Linked DNA regions of Mus musculus: all the other regions are linked to region 2. A link is a contact called in public Hi-C and HiChIP or PLAC-seq data. All regions are on one chromosome and are shown on one strand. The core of a region is the stretch at or near the end of the contact, and the rest is flanking DNA. Distances in the headings are between cores, read along the strand shown. Region 1 holds the start of Bmper (BMP-binding endothelial regulator). Region 2 overlaps Gm36743 (a long non-coding RNA gene). Region 3 has its middle 19 kb from the start of Bmper.

Region 1 (3,760 bases), core at 182-2,681, 95 kb after region 2:
ATGGGAAGTAAAACTCTGTCTCTGTCTCTCTCTCTCTCTGTGTATACAGTTTGACATTTCTGTAGACTCAGGGAGTCAGCGAAACATTCAATCAACACTTTGACTTTCAAGGCATCTAGCCATGGTGTTATTTGGGGGAAACATGTAACCACATTGTCTCTTGTCTCTTTTAATTTAAATTTTACACAAAATCTGTTTTGAGAGGGAAATGGAGCATGCTAAGCTAATGACAGCGTTCCTTCCTCCCACTTGTCCACGTCACAGAGATGTGGTCCTTGTGTTGGGATGTTGGCCACGATGCACTCACTAAAAGCACCCTTTAAATCTCTAGAAAAAAACAAATGAGCATGCGGATGGCAGGCAGGGGCAGGTAAATGTGGTGACATTAGAGGAGTGTATCTGAGGACTGTCAAAGGAGTTTCTCACTACAGCTACAAATGCTACCTAAAACTGGCCAGAGACTAGGGGAAAACTAGGCTTGTCAGCAATTAGAGTTTGGATCCACAAGGCGCTTCAGGAACTAATGTGGGGTGGGCACCTGCTGGCTGGCTGTTCTTCGTGTGGGTGGGAGCATGTGATCACAGTAGGCTCCAAAGAAGGCTAGCTGATCATTGGTTCCAAGCACCTTTCACTCTCACCTGGCACCTTCCCAATGTAGTTATAAAAATTCTCTTTTCTAGATTAGCACCCCTTTTGAGTAGAGCCAGGCACTGCTTGGCGGGTGCGTGTAGGGCGGGTGTGTGTGTGTGTGGGGGGGGCAGGACGTGGGAGGGATGCTGGGACTCAGCGGGTACCGGGTGGCGGGGCGAGGGGATCAAAGACCGAGACTGGGGGACATCAGGGCCGCCCAAGCAAGAAACGCTGCAGGGTAGCGGCTGCCACCGCGTGCCCTGCTGGGCGGCCGCCGCGAAGGCGGCCTGCGTGGAGATTAGCGGCAGCGGTCCCTCCCTGGCCCGCGAGTGAATGAATGATTAGTCTAACGCACCTCCCTGGCCCGGGCAGCTCCGGCTGGGAAGGGCGGAGTCTGAGCCACCGATCCACGCTTTAAGGGAGAAAGGCTCTGGCCGTTGTGCGTGCATTAGCCGACCCTTTCTGTCGCTCCAACTTCTGTCCTCCCTAATGTCAGGCCCACAGAGGCATAAGCACAGGAACCTGATCTCCAAGGTCACTCGTCCCTCTGTCCCCTCAGCCTCGTGAGTCCCCCGCCTTTGCCCGAGGGAGTCAAAGGGCTGTGGAAAGTTGAGGGACCCTCCTGCATTCGATCCGTGGCTCCTTCCGAAGCTGGGGCAGCGGGAAGCGCCGGGTCTTCTGCTCCGGGCGCTAGCGGGTAGTGGCATCCCTGCTGGGGGCGGCTCCTCTGCGCGGGAGGAGGCGGTGCGCAGGGCGCTGGAGACGCGCCTTCCAGGCTCCGGCAGCGCCCCGGGGCCGGTGGCCGGGGCTGGGCTAGACCGCCTGGCTGGGCGTTCGCGTGCGCCGCTGTCGCTTCTGAGCCGGCATAGCTCCGGCGCCAGGATCGTAGTCCCTCGTGCGACCCTGCGGATTCCGCGCAGAGCCTAGTACGCCCCTCGGTCCCGCACGGAGCAAGCGCGCGGGCCGGACACCGCGCTCGGGGGCCGGGCCGGAGCTGCGCGTGCGGGAGCCGGAGCTCAGCCGGGCTCCAGAGCTGCGAGCGCACTCGGCAGTCGCCGCCGCCGCTCCCCAGATCCCGCCGCTCAGCCACCCCTCCTCCCGGCCCAGCTCTGGCGCGGAGGGGCTGACGGCTAACCCGCTGAGAGCAACTCCCTTAGAAAAAAGCCGCCGCATTGGCCGAGGCTGGCCGCAGGACCCCTCCTCCCGGGGCGCCCCCACTCCTCCCCCGCCGCTCCGGGCGCCCGCCTCCCTCAGCCGACTGTCTCCCGGCACGCCGGCCCACAGCCCTTTTGACTGCGAGCAGCGGCTGCCGAGCAGAGGCGGCGACGCGGGACCTGCAGTCGCCCGGGATTCCCTCCAGGTGACGATGCTCTGGTTCTTCAGCGTCAGGGCTCTGGCTGAGCGTCCTTGCCGACGCTCGCCTGGGATTACCTGCTGCGTCTTGCTGCTGCTCAATTGCTCCGGGGTCCCCATGTCTCTGGCTTCCTCCTTCCTGACAGGTAGGGGGGTGGGGGCGGGAGGGACCAGTCCTCCGGGACTCTGGGTGGTTTCTTGGGAGAAGAGGCACTGGCAGACCGGGGATGAGAGGACGAGGAACGCGCACCTTGCCTGACTCTCGCGGGCGGTGGGGATGCGGAGAAGCCTAGAGAAAAGGGATGGGAAGGCTATGAAGAGGTAGAGAGATGGGGGACTGAGAGACTGCTACCTTTGACAGAGTGCTAATAGGCACCCTGCTATATGAAGTTGGGAAATTCCTTGATTTATATTTAATCTTTTTTCCCCAATCCTTGTTTTAATCGTAGCCACTCTTGTGCAATTAAGGAAAAGACCGCGCCGTTTCCCGCACATCCTCTTTTCTCAACACCATAGGATTCCAATAAATCCACGGTGCTAGGCAGCATCTTTAAAACATGACTTTCCAGACCTTGAATGTAAAGAAGCGATCTTATTTTTAAAGGTTACTAATAGCATGATATGATAATTACAGGTTTTCAGGCAGGTGAAGACCTCGGCTTCTATTTTGAAGGACATGCTTTACTGACACCTGGTGCAGAAAAGAGAATATTTTAAAGAGGAAAGAGATTGCGCTTCAAAAAGTGATTGCATTTCAACCCACAACAGTTGGCAGATCCACCTGAAAGGCCCGTTCTTTGACACAGTCCTGAATTTCGTTCAAATTTAAAATCTTCCCTAGTGCCTAGTTTGGTGTGTTAGTCCATGTGCAGTTGAGATATCTTTCAGAGCACTAGTGGTATTAAATATGTGCTTAAATCAACTGAAAACAGAAAACCGATCTATATACCGAAGTATTGACTTAAAAAAAACCATGTTAAGTAAAACTATTTAAAATAGATTTGAAGAAACTTGTTTGTGGTGCATTTGAAACACTATATAATTCCAATTACTAGCTTAAGAAGGTAAGGTTTTATAATAACACCACTAAGCAAGATTTAAAATTAAAAGTATTTTTATCTTCATTTCAGGGTCTGTTGCAAAATGTGAAAATGAAGGGGAGGTCCTCCAAATTCCATTTATCACAGACAACCCTTGCATAATGTGTGTGTGTTTGGTAAGTGTACGGGTCAGGTAAAATAAACTTAACTGCTGTCATGGACAAGGTTCATTTGTCAAACCTGACAGAATAGCTGTCTTAAAATTGATTTTGATCATTACCAAATTGCACATTGCTTAAGCATCGAATTTAGTTGCACTTTCTAGTTTTATGAATTTGGGCAATTTCTAATATCACATCAGGCTGAGAATTCTTATCTTTGACGTCACTGTTGTACAAGTAAACTTGAGATGGACTTTGTACAACATTGTTTTGGGAAAGCTGCAGTTTGGAATGCATGCTACTACAATGAAGTCATAGATATCATGACCACTTAGTTTTCTACACTGGTTCTATCTTCCCGGCTCAGCAGGGAAATGCTGAATAGCATTTTAGATACAGAGGTCAAGGATAAGATATGGGAGAAGGGAGGAGGTGGCTGCCATAAAGGACAGACCCAGGACAAGATGTCATCTTGGATTGATTTCTTGAATTTCTTGGCCTGCTGTGGCTGAAGCTCTGTTAAACAAGCGTCTTTTCTGGCTAGGAAGCTCAGGTCAGGACCAGCGATCCCTCCTT
Region 2 (4,157 bases), core at 1,549-4,048:
GCATCATTGTCCCGCTTGAGTCTCTTTATTATTCATATTTGGGTTCTCTGGGAACTATGAGTGAGCTCGATGTAAGAAATCTATTTTTTGTTGTATTTTATTTTTTCAGTATTTCCTGACAAACTTGGGAAAATCAGCCCAGATGTTCCCCTAAGCCTTGGGTCCTTAGGGCATCACACACATCCTCTCTCCAGATTCCCTGATGCTTAGTGGCTTGACCCCACCGAACTCTAAGGCAGTGAGGTTTTCTAATGAGGCATATCTAGGACCTGTGTGTGTAGGTGAATCTGGACGTGGAAACAGCCCCCCTTTCCAGTGGAGATCGGGTCTTCTGAATCTTGAGAATCCTCATTTGTGTTGGCGTTGAGTGTTGGGTAACTGTTCAACCTGAGTCGTGTTTTCCTTCAGGATGTTCCTGTCCATAGATGTCCTGGCTTATGAGGCCCATTTCTATGACCCAAGTTAGCAGATGTTTCAGTGACATCACGAAGAGGTTATCATGGATAAGAAGAGAACAAGGATTCAGGATTAAACTCCATGGTCCCCAAAGCTGAACTCCATTCTCGAGATCTCTGTTTTAAGAATTCACATTCAAGTTGCCAGCCACCATCTGAGCATTCTACAGAAAAAAGAATTTGATTGATTTTTATGTTTGTTTTAGGTCTCTCCTTGGTCCACTTCTAAACCCACATAAAAGCAGTTTGGGACTGGTCAGAGGCCCACAGAAAGAAATCGGAGAGGGAGATTTTTGGATAAAGGTTTTTCCCTTTTTATGAAGATAATTGGCAATAATAGCAACTTTCAGCATAGATCCCATATCCTTTATCTCGATCAGAAAACATTTTGGACGGGGTGATGGGGTGGGGGTGAGCTCTTGCCTGCAATCCTCCCTCTCAGGGGCTCTGAATGGGACATTCATGGGCAGAAATGCAGGGCTCACTGCAAGTGCTGGGGGAAGGGTGAAAAGCAGGGAGGTAGCCAGGCTTGGGCTCTTTTCTCCTCAGGGGAGCTATTTTTTGCTTTACATGCAAAGAATTGCTTTGTACAGCCAAGTTGGTCTCAATCTTGTTTACATAAAAGAAATCGAACATTTATTTTGTGCCGGGTTTTTTTCTTCCTTTGCCAGTCATAGGGTCCTTGGCAAATCAATAAACAAGACCCTGCTCTGTTTTCAGTTTGTGGCTGGGGATTTCGGCAGGGTAACCCTTCAATGACTGGATTAGCCATTTCTGTGGGGTCTGAGTTTAGCTGTGAGTGACACATTTGTCATATTAAACGCCTGGTGCTCCAGAGGAAAGAGGAAGGACACGCAAGACCTCTGGGGGTTTGGGGTTGTGTGGCAGATAGCATAGGTGGGAGAGAAGAGAAAACACAAGTGCTTGTTCTCACAGAGACCAACTGAATCCCTGGAGCATGTGGTATGGTTTCCTCTAATCTCAGCCAGTCAACAGCCAGCATTGTTGTTGGTTATTAAATCAACCAAAACGCTTTCAGAGCCGAGGCCCTGATATTTGACTCCACAGCATTTCATGATATAGGATCCCATAGAGGAGCCCCATGCTGTGGGCAAAAAATATTTTCTTAATTTTTTTTTCTTCCTAAATTTACCTGCTGTGAACTAAGAGTGACCCTTTGTTCTTGTTTGGGGGACAACTGGAAAAATAAAAGACTATGTAGCCATGGCAAAAGCATTTCTTAACCCACTTTGAAGCAGCTCGTGTTCCCTTGTTAAAGGTCAGAGGGTGGCTTCACAGTGGCTCACCTTTTTATCAATCCAGACCATTTAAGTCCTTAACTCCTGTTAGCTTCAGTTGGAGCAGCACAGTTGGCGTGGGAGAGAATAGGCTTTGATATTGGACAAAGCTAGAATTAGATACCGATTCCAGACCTTTTTGGGGTTATCCTTAGATAAGTCCTGGCACCTCTCTAAGCCCAATATCCTACCTTATAAATGGAAATTGTAACTTCTGGTGATGGTATCTATAATGGTGAGTGGTGCACAGTCAGCACATTGTGGGCCCTGGTAAATGATAATCATTATTGCTTTTATTCCTTAGTCTTAGACCTCTATGACAGGAGCTCTCAATGCAAGAGGGTCTGTAACACTTGCCAGTATTCAGAAAATGATACCCCAAAGTACGGTATTTTGGCATGTGAAGCCCAAACATAAAGGGAATTGGAAAGTCCAAAAGGCTGTTGTGGACCTTGGACTGTTCTCCCTCTAGCCTTCTGTCTTCCCGACTCCTCACCCCAGAACAGAGACGGACTCTTTACTGACGTTCCTTTATCAACCCAAGTACCAGATTCATCAGAAAGAGTGCAACCACCTTCAGTCTCCTTACTATGGTTTCAATAACCAGAGAAAACCAAAGTTCTAACCATAGAGAAGCAGACTACAAACTGCACATCATACCTACAGCCCAGGAAACAGTCACAGGTCATCCTGTGCTCTCAGGGCCCGCCTGCCTCTCTTATCACAGGCCATCCTGTGCTCTCGGGGCCCGCCTGCCTCTCTTACCATTCCTCCAGACCCTGTGAAGGGTCCAGGGCTTCCCAGTCTCCTTGGATCACTGGATACTGTCTTTGATTTCTTCAATGCCCTCAAGTGCATAACACCTCTGTTTATTTTTATTTTTTTTCCTACCTAACAGGAATCCTGTTTCTCTTTGAGGACAGGATACCTCTAGGGCAGAAACCCCTCTTCAGGCACATTAGGGACAGGTTGGATCTAAGACGGCTCCAGAGACTTCAGACAACTTTCAACCTCGTTATAATTCCTCCCGCATGCTACATAGCACCCCCAGCACAAGAGAGTTGACAGTTGCTTGGCAACGACTAGAAAGAACTAGAGAAGAAGAGCTGCTGAATTCTCAGAAAACCTCGGCTCATTCCCAGAAAGACAGGAACACATCCCTTTGCTAACGTATCCTTCCCCTTCATTTCTCTCAAGTCTACACCTATAACCTCCTGACCCCCAGGCAGGTGAGGTTTAACCTCTACTTTTCCTGGATATAGTACAAAAACGTCCCTTTCCTGCTTAATTGCTGTTTAGTTTTGTTCCTGGTTTCACAGTTCTGACAGGGGGAAGGGACCCAGGCTGGGGGTAAAAATGGCAACAGAACCTTCTGGAAGGGAGTGAAAACTTCCTTTCACCCCTATACTCTGGCTGAGCTTCCAGGTGGAAAAGGGTTGCTAGGCAGACAGGCAGGCAGGCAGGCAGGCAGGCAGGCAGGGAGGCAGGCAGGGAGGCAGGCAGGCAGGGAGGCAGGCAGGCAGGCAGGCAGGGATCAGGGGCAACAGCCAACTTCATCTCGATGCTATATAATTTTTAGTCTATGTGCAATGAGAACAGCAGTCTGTATTTCTCCTCCAATCATGTCCAATAAGAAGTAAAGGGTCTGTGCCTTTGGGGATGGATGCCTTCAGGATCTCGAAGCCATTGCCATGTGGATAGGCAACGATAGTGCCTGCAGCAACCAGGAAGTGGAAGCAAGAAGATGATGTTCCAGGCCATCCTTGACCTCACAGCAAGCTCAATGGCAGCCTTGGATTTATGAGTCTTTGCGCACCTCTCCAAAAGCTAACTACAAACCATCTGAGATGCAACAGATCTCAAAGACATCTACTAGATGAGCCGTATATGTCTTTCTACTAGTGTGGACAAATTTAACTGAAAATTGACTCTATTGTACATGCCTCCAGTTTCACATCAATCATACACATGACCCCAATTACGACAGGTAAAAAGTGGCGAAAGGATTCTAAGTCCTCTCAAGTCAGCATCTCTGTGTCCACAAAAGGAAGAGCCCTACTGTCCCCACTGTGGCCCTCACAGCCCATTCACTTGCAGTGCCCCCTAGCAGGGCTACACTTCTGCTTCCTCACAAATGCTTTTCTAATGAGCACTTTGCTTACATTGGCTTTTGTGTCCTCTGTTGAGGTTCTGACAACATTCTCTCAGACACAGAAGCCCCAGGTCAATCTTCAGTGGCATAATTACTTGCTCACAACCACACTCAATGTGTATGTATTTATGTATGTGTAAATATCAAACATGTTACCCCCAAAATTCTTCCGTGCTGTGAACATAACGTTTATTAAGTAATCCTTTCCTTTTGTCAGAGTTAGACACAGCTTGTGACTTTGAGCATGTCCAT
Region 3 (3,815 bases), core at 841-3,340, 77 kb after region 2:
TGTTTTTCTTTTTTTTTTTTTTTTTTTTTGTTGTGTGTTTTTCTGATGGGGGAAACTGAGGAAGCCTCCACTCCATGTCCAGATGTGGCTGCAGGATGGTACTTGCCAGCTATTCTACTGTGTAAAGCAGCTAGCTCTCTGGAGGACTGGAGCAATGCCCAGAGCCTGGAGCATGGCAAGTTCCAGCTCTGCCCACACGTCCAACTTCTTTTCCAGCTGGCTTTTCTTGTCCCTGCAGGCCTGTGGCCCTTCAGAAGGTCATGGTGTTGCATCTCTTTGCTCATGACATTTTCCTCACTGACACACTGGCCAGCTCCTGTCCACCCAGCAATCGCCCATTCATCCATTGCTCACCCGTGACCACAGGCTGACATAGCTCCTCCCGGGCTGTGTTCTCCAGCCCTCTAGCTGCACTTTCATATCCAGACATGTATGTGTCCTTGATACTCATGGATCAGGCCAGCCCGTCATCTCCCACCAAAACAAAACAACAGAGAACATTTTGAAAGCTGTATCCTGCTTAATTCACCATAGTTTATCCTGGGATGGTTCGAGCACGCTGCCAGGCACAGAATAAATGTTAATTAAATGTTTGTTGAAGGGATAAGTGGATAAACCGGTGTGGACCTGGTGCCATGTGAGGAAAAAATAAAAACAAGAGGGCTGTGAAGCCTTGAACCCCCTTTTCTCTCTCTCAGCAGGAGGTTGTAGGGATGAACAGAGGGAAGAGACCCATGAAGCCTTCAGGCCAGTGTTTCCCAGGGGCCATATCGCAGCCTAAGGAATGTAAACGTGGGAACAGATTCCTTTCAGTGATGAGTAACTTCTCCATCACAAACCAGGAGGAAGGAACCCTGACAGTCACTTTGGGAAAGGGGTTTGTGCTACACTGCCAGGGAGCATGTTTGTGGCTGTCCTGGGCAAAGACTCTACCCAGAGGGCTGTGATCACTTAGGGTCTATCCTTATTGGAAGGAGAAAGTTTGAAACCTTTTCTCACTTGGAGAGGAAGAATGACACCTGGAAGCCACAGTCCTCCACTCCTGGCTCTGTCCTGAATGAGAAAGCCCAGGCTCTGACCACAGTGCCCCTCGGTGCTTCAGGACAAAGGCTGGAAATTGAATCTCTGTCCTATGGCTATGCAGGTGTCAGTCTCTCCACAGGGGGCTGGAGCCCAGCCATCTTGACTTATCTACCCAGGACTCTAAAAAGGGGCTGCTCCATCCCTAATGGGCTGTCACGCTGGCTTTCTTCAGATTAGGTAGATGTGTGATCTCTAAGCACCTCCTCCTCACAAAAGGTCTGGATACTGGGACCCTTATGATGGAAGAGTAAGAGTTTGGGAATGTTTATTGGTGGGGGAGCTTTTTAAGATGGAGCTGGGGAGACGATATTATATTTGCAGGGTTTTCTTTTTCTTTTTTTCCTCTTAAGCATGGCACGTGTGTTATCAATGAAGAAAATTGTCGCTGAGGTAGAGGTGACATGGGAGAGGGAATAGAGTTAAGTCTTCACGAGAGCCTGGTCTGCTTTGTAGAATAGCTTTGTGCATATAATCTCATTTAATCAGTGGAAAAACATCCCGAGACTTGTGTTACTACCACATGCTTGCACAGAAGTAAAAATCAAGTTACAGTGGACTAAGGATAGAGAGTGCCCGAGGTGTGCAGCAGGTATGGGACCACGAGGCCAATATGTTGAGTCTATAGAGTAAGGAGGCAGTTAATAACACAATGCACTGTTTTATTAGAACCGTTTGAAATCAAGGCAGCGCCATATTTCCTGTGCGGTTTTCGGCCAGGCAGTATCCTATTTAATCTTTGTAAAATTTCCATAGGAAACTTCTTGGGGAAACTGAGATTTAAAGAAGCCGTATATCGTGTCCAGAGGTGGAGGCTGAGAATTTGTGGAGTTAGAACTCAAACCTGGGGTGGCTAGAAATATAACCACTGTTGGTCCTGAAGATAGCCAGTGGGGGTTGAGATGGGTTGGAGAGGTAGTTGTTGCCCAGCAACAGCAGGAAGGAGCCTCTGCTGGCTACAGAGCTCCAAGAGAAAACAGAATGAGGCTTTTCTCTACTCTGGCAAGTCTATTATTAGGGTAATGAAGCCCTCACAGAGATGCCAAGTTAGGTAAGGCCGAAACCACAGGGCTTCCCAGGATAAGGAAGGGACAGGGAAAGGGAGAGGGCAGGCCTGGGCATAGAGGAAAGGCTTCCTCTTGGTGCTGGGCGGGCTTCACATCCCATCTCCACCTTCTTCCCAGATGCTGCGGTAAGCGCCGGCTCCCAGCCTGCAGAGCTCTCCTCAGATTCTCAGCTGCGGAGTTAAGCATTCTTTGACACTGCTCTTCTGGAAGGAGGCTGTTTAAAATCACCGGGTTTATCTGTTGTTGTGAGCAATAATAACGTGCGCAAGGGACTGCAGGCTTCTGAGAAATCTTCAGAAAAATCAATTCGCTTGTCAGCCTAGTTCCTGGGGCTCTTGTCTTCTAAACTCGGAGCTTCCACGTAGGCATTCTGAATACTGCGGCACATGCTGGCTGTGAGGGAGCCCAGGTCACATGCAAAGGTGTGCTTTCTGTTCAACAGCCCCAAACGAGGTCCCGACCCAAAGGCATCAGTAACCACTGGACACGAGAGAAGACATTTTCAAATGCTTCTAGACCACAGTGCTGTAAGAGAGGACACCATCCCTGTCTTTGTATCTTCACAGGGGACACTCTAGACATCTTGGAGTGGCTGCAGGCTAAGCTATGGCACATTATCAAAAAATCCCCACGGTGCAGACTCAATGATCATAATAAATTGGTTGTTCTGGGTTGCTATGCACCAATAGTTAGCAGAATGCAGGCTAAATTCTTACTTTCCAGTAACCTGGCTTGGAAATACAGGGCAGCAGTTCTGCACAGACTTCTTGGCTTGATCCCTCTGGCGTCCTTTGAGACAAAACTGGCCACACAGATGAACCAGCTGCCTTATCAATACCTCCCCTAACTTGGCTCCTAGGTTCTAATCTGTTCTCTTTCCATCCTTCATTTGTAGCTGACAGCCTTACACCCCCCCCCCCCCTTCATTTCCCATTTGGACGGCAAATGCTTTTCAGCCCTCTTACCTCCGGGGCACAGGTTTCCTGTGAACTCTCTGGAGCCACTTATGTAGTTAGCCAGACCCCTGGGAGCAGCTCTGGGGTCCTGCAGTCTGGCCTTTTGTGCAAGTGGCCCAGTTTGAAACGGCCTTAGCAGATACCTACTGCTGCAATTTCAGGTTGTTAAAATGCTTCAAAGAGCTAGGTGAACTCATTTCTCCCATACTCTTCCTGGTAGGAAGTCTTTCCTTCTTGGGGTGAGTTCATTATGATAGCCCAGTGCTAATTTACTTTTAGCAACCAAGCAAGCCCACAAGTAAAGATTAAAGGTAAGAGACTAAATTAGGCTCTGCTTGGTCTTTTATTTTGTCTTGTCTGAATTGACCCTGAAATTTAGCATCTATACAGCATGGTGTGCAAGTGAGATTTTGGCCTCCGCCTTTCTCAGAGTCTCCTCTACTTACCAGTTAGCGCCCTCATGTAACCCTCAGAGTTCCTTACATTCTCCTTATCTTACAGGATGCAGATCATAATTCCTACCCAGGGTTAATGGGAAAACGGAATAAGACAACATTGGTAGCCAAGTTGGACAGAAGTTTGGCTAGCTGAAAGATAGGGTTTAAGATCTTAGGATAGTTTGTTACTATTTGTGCTTATCTTTCAGCAAATCCTCTTGACTCCACCCACCCAGTCCTTAGTAGAGCTGCTGCCAATCACCCAGTGTACTGGT

What was found. A called contact is a pair of places that touch in the nucleus more often than the background predicts. HiChIP or PLAC-seq counts read pairs in DNA pulled down with a chosen protein or histone mark.
Region 1: a Hi-C map of forebrain shows a contact between it and region 2, with 4 times the contacts expected there. The contact joins the promoter of Bmper here to the enhancer-like site in region 2. A contact is called at or near these places in 1 of 39 promoter capture datasets (3T3-L1-derived adipocytes), 5 of 484 Hi-C or Micro-C datasets (the C2C12 cell line, the N1E-115 cell line, forebrain and 2 more), 3 of 115 datasets of contacts at active chromatin or transcription factors (embryonic limb bud, extraembryonic endoderm stem cells and neural progenitor cells) and 1 of 9 other capture datasets (liver).
Region 3: a contact with region 2 is called in an H3K4me3 HiChIP or PLAC-seq map of forebrain, with 3 times the contacts expected there. The contact joins two enhancer-like sites. A contact is called at or near these places in 1 of 39 promoter capture datasets (3T3-L1-derived adipocytes), 8 of 484 Hi-C or Micro-C datasets (the BV-2 cell line, the C2C12 cell line, brain and 5 more) and 1 of 115 datasets of contacts at active chromatin or transcription factors (forebrain).

The regions. Positions count from the first base shown.
Region 1 is chr9:23,221,645-23,225,404 of GRCm38.p6, forward strand. Bmper (BMP-binding endothelial regulator) reads left to right here and starts at 1,432. Exons shown (of 15, transcript NM_028472.2): 1 at 1,432-2,129; 2 at 3,114-3,199. The coding sequence starts at 1,997.
Region 2 is chr9:23,125,038-23,129,194 of GRCm38.p6, forward strand. The region is part of intron 7 of Gm36743 (a long non-coding RNA gene); the gene reads left to right. Among named protein-coding and RNA genes, the nearest start is that of Bmper, 96 kb to the right of the region's middle. Within about 2 kb of position 2,799, at least 49 of the 459 cell types and tissues checked have an H3K27ac peak or open chromatin away from gene starts, as enhancers often do. A contact at or near this core is called in brain, cerebral cortex, forebrain and 1 more, where this site is marked.
Region 3 is chr9:23,202,366-23,206,180 of GRCm38.p6, forward strand. No RefSeq gene overlaps it. Among named protein-coding and RNA genes, the nearest start is that of Bmper, 19 kb to the right of the region's middle. Within about 2 kb of position 2,091, at least 65 of the 459 cell types and tissues checked have an H3K27ac peak or open chromatin away from gene starts, as enhancers often do. A contact at or near this core is called in brain, cerebral cortex and forebrain, where this site is marked.